2 separate regions of the Mus musculus genome follow, and region 1 is linked to region 2. Evidence: chromatin contacts called from public HiChIP or PLAC-seq data. All regions are on one chromosome and are shown on one strand. The core of a region is the stretch at or near the end of the contact, and the rest is flanking DNA. Distances in the headings are between cores, read along the strand shown. Region 1 has its middle 7.0 kb from the start of Mir8096. Region 2 holds the start of Sp110 (Sp110 nuclear body protein).

Evidence for each region. HiChIP or PLAC-seq counts read pairs in DNA pulled down with a chosen protein or histone mark.
Region 1: an H3K27ac HiChIP or PLAC-seq map of CD8 T cells shows a contact between it and region 2, with 1.4 times the contacts expected there. The contact joins the enhancer-like site here to the promoter of Sp110 in region 2. A contact is called at or near these places in 2 of 39 promoter capture datasets (liver and pre-B cells), 1 of 484 Hi-C or Micro-C datasets (nephron progenitors), 3 of 115 datasets of contacts at active chromatin or transcription factors (CD8 T cells, effector CD8 T cells and memory CD8 T cells) and 2 of 9 other capture datasets (adipose tissue and liver).

Annotation. Positions count from the first base shown.
Region 1 is chr1:85,756,671-85,761,166 of GRCm38.p6, reverse strand. No RefSeq gene overlaps it. Among named protein-coding and RNA genes, the nearest start is that of Mir8096, 7.0 kb to the right of the region's middle. Within about 2 kb of position 2,811, at least 52 of the 459 cell types and tissues checked have an H3K27ac peak or open chromatin away from gene starts, as enhancers often do. A contact at or near this core is called in CD8 T cells and nephron progenitors, where this site is marked.
Region 2 is chr1:85,597,526-85,601,835 of GRCm38.p6, reverse strand. It overlaps Sp110 (Sp110 nuclear body protein), which reads left to right and starts at 3,026. Exons shown (of 12, transcript NM_030194.1): 1 at 3,026-3,207. It overlaps Sp140 (Sp140 nuclear body protein), which reads right to left and starts at 1,133. Exons shown (of 17, transcript NM_001013817.2): 1 at 645-1,133. The coding sequence starts at 676.

The DNA.
Region 1 (4,496 bases), core at 1,562-4,061, 160 kb before region 2:
CAACTGGCCATCTCTTGTCAACAAACAAAGCTTCCAGTACCTTTAGTTACGAATTGAGTTGTTGGTCAAAGGGGTCTCATGGGAAGCCCAAAACAACCCAGGTTGTTATCAAGAGTACAGGTTGCTTTCCACAAACTGACAGCGAGGCTCCATTGCTGATGACAGCACCCATACAACTCTTGAACATGGAGAAGTCAAGCTGGTGCCTACATATCTTGAGTGCGCTGGACTCGACCAGCAAGAATGACGCTGCAACAGGATCTGTCTGCACACATTTATTGGGAGAGCTTGATTGCAGAGGCGAAGAGACCCCGAGCCCAGAACTGGTGCTGCTTATATAGGCTTAGGAGAGGCATGTCTCACACCCGGATTGGTTATGCACTAAGCCTCATTTGCATGTTTCTCATCTGATTGGCTACTCTCTGTACCTCACAGAGCCTCATTATCATACCTCATTTGCATGTCTCACGTCTTATTGGTTATACTCTCAAAGCCTCATTATCATGCCCGGGCCAGGCAGTGTCTTTGCAAAAAACTTTACTGCATATGTACACATTGGTTGTTTGTCCAAACTTATGCGTGGTGGCCAGCAGTTGTCAGCGCCACTCTGCAACGGCACATGTGGCTTCCCACATACTTAGAGCCTTCACCCCGACCTTCTAGCATCTTTGGTATAGGAAGGTACTCTGCGTGCCACTAAAAGAGAATTGTAAACACCAAGCCAGCTACAAACCCTTTGATCTACAATAGTGTTCTGTCTACAAAATGTGCTAGGGCAATGGTGGCACAAAGCTTGTGGGAGTGACCAACCAGTGTCTGAGTTGTCTTAAGGTCCTCTCCAGGAGATGAAGCCATACCTGAAACTTGGAGTGACCAAGACCAGAGGCTAGATATCCCAGGGACCTAAGATAAAATAAAAACCAAATGCCACTGGTCTAAAACTACAAGAACAGCAAAAATGTAGTGACAAATTGACTCCTAATGATATTCAAATATATGAAAATATAAATATATATGAATATGCATATATATTTATAAGTACATATCATATATATATATTCATAAATCTGTGCCTTGCTCAGCCATCATCAGAGAAGCTTCTTCCTTTTGCAGAAGATGGAAACAAACACAGAGACTCAGAGCCAGGCCTTATTTAGAGAGTGAGAGGCCTTGGAATGCTCAGCTGGAAATGGGATATCTCTGTCAACTCCCTCCCCTCAGTGGTCAGGGAACCCCATGGAAGAGGATACAGAAAGAGTGTAAGAGCCAGGAGGGATGGAGGACACCAGGAAAGCAAGGCCTCTGCACCAACAAGAGCAAAGCTCATATGAACTCACAGAGACCTTAGGGGTGTAGAAACAAGTGGGTTTCTGATTCTCTTCTTCTTCTCTTCTTCTCTTCTCTTCTCTTCTCTTCTCTTCTCTTCTCTTCTCTTCTCTTCTCTTCTCTTCTCTTCTCTTCTCTTCTCTTCTCTTCTCTTCTCTCCTCTCCTCTCCTCTCCTCTCCTCTCCTCTCCTCTCCTCTCCCCTCCCCTCTTTCTCTCTCTCTCTCTCTCTCTCTCTCTCTTGCTTGCTGGTTTATCATGACAGGGTTCTCTGTATAACAGTACCACTATCTCAGCACCACGCCTGGCTAGATCTCTGATTCTTGGGCCTTCTCCTGGGCGGCTCTTTTTCTTCTGTTGGTTCTGTCCAATTTGGATAGGGTAGTTCTTTCTTCATCTTATTATATGTTAATATTATCTCTCAGAAGCCTGCTCTTTTCTAATGAGAAACAGAAAGGGGGGGAGATAGGGAGGAACTTTGAGAAGTAGGGGGAGGTGTGCTCATCATCTGGATGTATTATCTAAGAGAAGAATCTATTTTCAATAAAAGGAAGATAAAATAAAAATTAGTGTTTAAAAAGAAGAGTTCTAGGTGTGGATTCTTTAGGGAACATAAAGCATGAACTTCAAGACTGCCTGAGCAAACACTTGTAGTACTGAATCTGAGGCACACACACACAGAGGGAGAGAGAGAGAGAGAGAGAGAGAGAGAGAGAGAGAGAGAGAGAGAGAGAGAGAGAGAGAGAGAGCTCGGACAGGGGCCCCTCAGAAGGGTGGGGGTGGGGCCAGACTTACTCAGAGTCTGTCAGTCTATTGATAGACTTCTTGGGTGATTTAAAGCCTGGACTCTTTTGACCTTACAGTACTTGCTAACTTTAGCCTTACCCTCCAGGAGTATTTTCATGGCGCACTGCGTATTAAAGTGCTCATTCATTCATTCCATGCGACTCACTGGGGCTTATTTTGGTTCTAGCACTGTGCCAGGGCTAGGGACACAGGACTTCACTGTGACTTCCAAACCAGGGATCTTTGTGAGGTGGCAGCTAGAGGAGAGAGGAAGGTGAAAGGGAGACAGATTAGACAGAGAGGGAGCACTTTGAGGGGACCGAGGTGGAGGACGCCATGAAAGAAGGTACCCACTGATCCGCACGCATTTTCCAGAATAGAGGAGCTTAATGGGCTTTGTTTGGGCTGTGAAAACTTTATAATTAGCCCAACCAGCTGGCCCAGGCTGGGTGGAAGACTCCCCCACACTCCCTTTGCCTCCTCTGGTTTCAGAAATAGCAAGTTCATGCAGGCACGGTGTGCTTTGCCCAGGCAGAGCAGGCTACCCGGGACTGGCTGGCGGGGGCAGGCAGCTCCCAGCAGGGATGTGGGATTCCATCTGAGGGGAGGGGGTGGGGGGCAGCCCTGCAGTGTCTCGCAAGAGGGAAGAAGAGCCTCTGCCCTTCCCCTCTCATTCCTGACACTCGGTCTTCTACTTCCTCTTTCTCTTTTTCAGGTGTGATGGGCAGATGCTATGAGGGGCAAGCTCAGCTTCCAGGGACAGTGGGAAGCGCTAACCGCAAAGCTTGCCTTCACCCACTTTCCTTGGGCTAGACCTTTCACAACTCTGCCTGAAACCTGTTCTGCTTGAGCCCAACACCAAATCTGCCAGGCTCTTTCTGTCACTGGGCCTTACAAGTTGCTTAGAAGCTCTCAGATACCATTGAGATGCAGAAGCTGGTTTGAGTGGGTGAGGAACACCCGTGTGTGTACTTGTGAGTAGGTGGGAAAGGGGTGTCCCTGCCCGGGGTTGCTGGCAGTCATGAGGATGAGTAATGGGGATATGGAATATCTGTCCCCACATCAGACAGTCATGGCCTGGTTCCACCTCCCAAATTGTTGCTGTGGTTTAGATATGGTTTGTCCCCAGGAAAACTTACACTCAGGCTTGGTCCCAAAAGTGGAACCTTCAGGAGACGATTGGGTCATCAAGGAGGATTACAGCCCTGGAAGGAGTTCTCTCAGAAGATCAGTTACCACAAGAGCTACTTGGTGTGAAGCAGCAGTGTCCTTGGTGTGTAGCCTCGTCCGTGTGTGACCACTTGCCCTTTCACTGTCTACCATGAGTTGAAGCACCAAGCCTTTGCCAGAAATGAAGAAGGCAGTGCCAGGGACATTCTCTTGAGATTTCTAGCCTGGCAATCATGAGTACACATTGACCCAGGCTCAAGTGTTCTGTGACAGTGGCAGAGACAGATCAAGATAAATACTCAGAGTGGCCCCACGTCTTTTCACCCTCCTCCAGTTTCAGGTGCTCCTTCCCTCCTCCTCCCCAGATAACTAACACCAATATAGTGGTGGTTCACCCTCATAAGTGAACCTGACTGGAGCCTCCAAGGAGGCATGCCTGTAAGGAATCCCTAGCCAGGTTTGATGAGGAGCCTTGAATGTGGACACTGGGGTCTTGCACTGAAAAGAGGGAAAGGAAAAAGCCATTGGAGCACCAGGATCCAATGCTCTCAGATTCCTGACCACAAATGTGACGAGACCACCTGCCTCTGCCTCCCAAGTGCTGGGATTAAAGGCGTGTGCCACCACCGCCCAGTGTTTTATTATTTTTATTTATATTATGTGAATGAGGATTTGCCTATGTGTATGTATGTGCGTCATGTGTGTGCAGTACTAACAAGGGCCACAGGAGCGCATTAGCCACTGTGTGGTTGCTGGGAACCGAACCTGGACCTTTTAAGAGTAGCAAGTATTCTTAATTGCTGAGCCATGTCCCCAGTCCCCATCCTTCCTTCTTTAAGTTGCTTTAGCAGGCATTTTGTCACAGAGGTAAGAACAATAACTGATACTAATAAATGCCACAGGTGGCCACTGGATCCCTCATTGGCAATAGTGCTAGAAGTTTCTGGAAAATGAAGTGCAGCTGAGCATGGTCAGTGGGACCCAGGAAGTCCTCCCAAGAAGGTATGAGGGAAGCAGAGCCTTGTGAGAAACTAGTCTGCCTCTATGTGCACTCTTGTCCCTCCCCGGCCCTGGTGCCCAGTCTCCTACGTACATAGAAGCAGTTCACTGAAACGCTGGCTAGGGCTTCCCTTCCCAACTGACTTCACCCTCCTTCCACCACAACCCTGTGGTTGTCCAACCTGGCTTTGGAAATTAGGTCAAGCCAAAAATGGCC
Region 2 (4,310 bases), core at 1,777-4,276:
GGAAATAATCAGACTTTTCGGGGTCTGCTGGATACTGGTTCTGAGTTGACACTGATCCCAGGGGATCCCAAGAAACATTGTGGCCCTCCAGTTTAAGTAGGGGCTTATGGAGGGCAGGTGAGTAATGGAGTTTTGACTGATGTCCAACTCACAGTAGGTCTAGTAGGTCCCCGGACACATCCTGTGGTGATTTCCCCAGTTCCAGAATGTATAATTGGGATAGATATACTCAGAAATTGGCAGAATTCTCATATTGGTTCCCTGAACTGTAGAGTGAGGGCTATTATGGTTGGAAAGGCCAAAATGGAAGCCTTTAGAGTTGCCTCTGCCAAAGAAAATGTCCAACCGAGTCATGCCTTTATAAATTTCACCTCTCCTGTGCTGAGCATTACTGGGTATGTTATTATAAACATTCTTTTGTCTCCGCTGTCCATTATAATAACTAGAATCACCTTGTCTCCGGCGATTCAATGCTGCCACCTGGCCCTTGTTACCTCGGAATCCAACTAAACCCAGTTCTTCTTTTCCTTATGAGATCACTGTCTCAAATATCTGTGGGCCTTGGACCCAGCCTGGGCGGCCCTAGTAACACATTTAAAGGCAGATCTTAGCAGAGACAAGGGACAAGAGAGAATGGGACTTACCTGCTGCTGAGTTCATTGTAGCCTCCTGCCATCCCCTACACAGACTCCAAGGGACCCTGTTCAGGGTAGACCGAACCCCCTCTGAGTCTCTGGGAAGCCCAGAGAGAACTCCTTCAGGGGCCTCCAAAGAGGAGAAAAAGGAAAGTGAAATTGCTTAACTATGACAACACTGCACTAAGGCACTGCCCTCCACCCCCAGTCTCTGCCCCAGAGGGGAGGAGCAAAGACAGCCCAAGTCCCCAGAAACCTGGGACGCCTGCTGCCTTCTAAGGAAAGAAGGTGGAAGGGTCTGTTTCAGGGAAGGGCTCAGAGCTGTCTAAGGCCAGCTGGCTGTTAGGATAGGAAGGAAGTGGTCCCTTAACCCTAAGCGGGGGCGGTGCCTGGAAAGACCAGGAAGAGTTAGATTGTCTGCAGTCTCTCAGACTTGGAACTGTCCTGGCACCCTAGTAAGTCAGAACCAGAGAAGCTGGGACCTGATAATTGAGCAGCAGAGTAGGAAAAGTCGGGTGTGGCTTCATAAAGTTTTTGAAGCTTCTGAAGGTAGCTAGAGCAAGAGACCGCCCCCAACCCCGCCCACACACCTCCAACCAACCAAAGGCAAGTGCAGAGAATCCAGGCAGAGCCGCTTGCTAAGGTGTGACACTGACAGCGAGGCAACACAGGGCTTCAGCAATTTCACCATGGTCTTGAGAACAAGAGGCATCTCACAGAATTCGGAAGTGGATCACAGCCGAGGCTATAGCCAGTCGGGGACAGTATCATTTTTGAAGAATGGGTGCCTTACATTTACTCTGCACAACTGTTGCTCTTATCTGGAATGCTCATTCTCATTCTGTAAGTTAGAAAACCAGCCTGAAGTGGAAAGGTAAAGAAACAGGCGTAAAGATGCAAATAAAACAAAAGCAACCAACAGAAGCCTGGAAATAACAGGCAAAACAGAGGCAGAGACAAGGTGGCTAGGGACGAGGGCCTGTCCAGGGCTCCAGGCTCAGACCTCTGCTGAAGAGGTACAAATTACTGACCTGCAGGAACAGGTCCCAAGAGTACAGGGATGCAAACAAAGCCATACACCAAAAAAAAAGTACACTTTATGTCTTCATTTATATGGCATTTCTGCGCCGGTCAAACTTAGCTGTGTAACCGATGATCTGTGGTTCTCTGGGGCTGGAATCTGAGAGGGGGTTTTCTGCCAAGAACAAGGGGATTTTAGGAGGGCAGAGGACTTGGCCTGTGTGATCACTGTGGCATGATTATATTTGGTAAAGTTCACCAAAATCATCACTTTAGGTAAATGCATCTTTAAAACTGTGTTAAACGTATAAGTCTAATGAGCTCTCACGTGGTGTGAAATACCAGGTGAGGTTTTACCATCATTACTGTAGTCCTAGTATGTGTGACTCCAAATGAAATCTTTGCCCTTATTCATATCTGTCTGATGTAATAACTTTTCTTGCTTTAGAGGTTTCTCGAGGGTAGGGTAATTTTCTGACACATAAGCATGCTTGTGATTCTTGTGCAGACTCTCTCTCTCTCACACACACACACACACACACACACACACACACACACAAGCATTAATGCACACTCAGTCCCCATCCCTGAGACACTCTGGGCCAAGCCTCTACACACACACACACACACACACACACACACACACACACACACTCAGTCCCCATCCCTGGGACACTCTGGGCCAAGCCTACTGTTCTAACTGTACTTGGCTGCAAATTCTACCGTCGGTGTCTCCATAGGAAGTACAGAGAAGCTCTGTCCTGTGTGGGCTAGCCTTGGTTCAAATCTAAAGTCCCAGAGGCCTCGTGGGTATCCTGGGGGTGGGGAATTGGGGTGTCTTGTGGATCAAATACATTTGGGAAATATTAGACGGGGTTACATAGAACTCTTCTCAGTTGAACACTCAGAGACCCTAGCTCAGACTCTTTCGAGAGTCACTTGGTTGCCTTTTGTTTTATTTCAATTTTCTCACATAGTGATCCTGACAAATTCTAGACATTTCAAAGATGCCAGCTCTGGTTGTTGTTGTTGTTGTTGTTGTTGTTGTTGTTAATTTAATAACTTCTAGCAATTTTTTTCAGGATAACCTTCACCCCAATGCAGTTTGAGAATACTTCCTAAAGGTTACAATGAGACCACTGGGGGAATAGATCCCCAGGTTAGGAAGGGGACAGTGGACACACCCTTCCCATGTTCTCCAGTGTTAATCCTTTGCCTCCCTGCCTCTCACTCCACTCCAGGCAGATCTGGATTCCCAGCAAGTGCCCCTGAAACCCATAATGCTAACCACGCTGGGGAACCGCACAAGGCAGGGGTGGAGGAGTGGAGGGCGGAATTGGTGTGGCTGGCTGGCTTCCTGCTCAGTGTGCTGAGATCACTTTCATTTTTCTTTTCTTGAAGCCTGACTCCCCGCGGGACTTCCAAGGCAGCATAACTTCGGGTCCAGACTGGGCTGTCAGGCTTTTCCAGGAAGGATCCAGGAACCCCTTAACTAATCCAGGCAGTGACCTGGGAGAACTCGGGAGAACCCGTGGCAGCCCTCAGCATCCAGGTGCGTTCTGCTCTTGGGCTCTGCAACTAGATTCCTGATTCTTGGGGTCAGCTTTTGTCTGCTGTACCCTAGACTCCCCAGGTTCTCTCTTTGCTAAGTAATCTTGTCCAGAGACTCGAGCATGGCTCCGGATCCTGGCTCGGACCCTGGAGTGGAGGTGGATAAGAGGGAGGAAGGGGAGGGGAGGGGAGGGCAGTGAGGGCTTATACACACAACTCTTTTTCTGAAACAGACTTTGGGGACAGTGTCCAGTGCCTATTCCCGAGGTTGGACCTCGCAAGTGTCCACGGTGGGCGGTGCCGTTATCATCTTCCAACACTTGCCTAATTATGGAGCTATTGGGAAAGAGAAAGTAAGGGGCGCCCTTACTTCTCTCTAGCGGGGGTATGGATGGTTTTTGTATGTTTGCTTTTTTTGGTTTTAGTCCATGGTCATTTCACTGAAATACATTACTGTGCGTGAAAATTCAAGGGAAATGTAATTTTTACAGCTGGTGACCCTGATTCCAAATAAGTCACAGAACACTTGAAATGCTTTTCACTTCTACCCTATCAGGGACTGTGACTATTGTTTTGTCTCCTGGTCACTTTGATAGTACTATGCACTGTCAAGTCCTTCGACTTGTCTGCCTTTTCCCAGCTTAATTATGCATTCATTGTATATGATGCTCATTTTATTGATTGTTTGGGGCTTTGTCTTTCCTAATGGGTGTTTGTCTTTCCCTAATTTATTTGTAAGGCCCTTAACATAATAAAAACCTGCATGCAGGCAGCTGAGACACAGGATCTTTTTTCCCCTCTTCAAGACAGAATTTCTGTGTAGCCCTGAGTGTCCTGGAACTATATATATCAGGATGGCCTCCAACTGCCTTTGCCTCCAGTGCTGGCATTAAAGGCTTGCACCATTTCCTCAGGCTTGAGATACCATATCTTGCACAGTGAGAAACAAAATATCAGAGACAGACACACTCTACTGTAGATTGGTGTCCTTGGCACAGGTACTTAACCTCTGTAGATCTGACTTCCATCTTCGGAAACTGTGGCAGGCGGCAAATGGCAAAGTTGCCACAGCAGCGTAGGTCTGAGTGCTGCTGCCATCCTAAG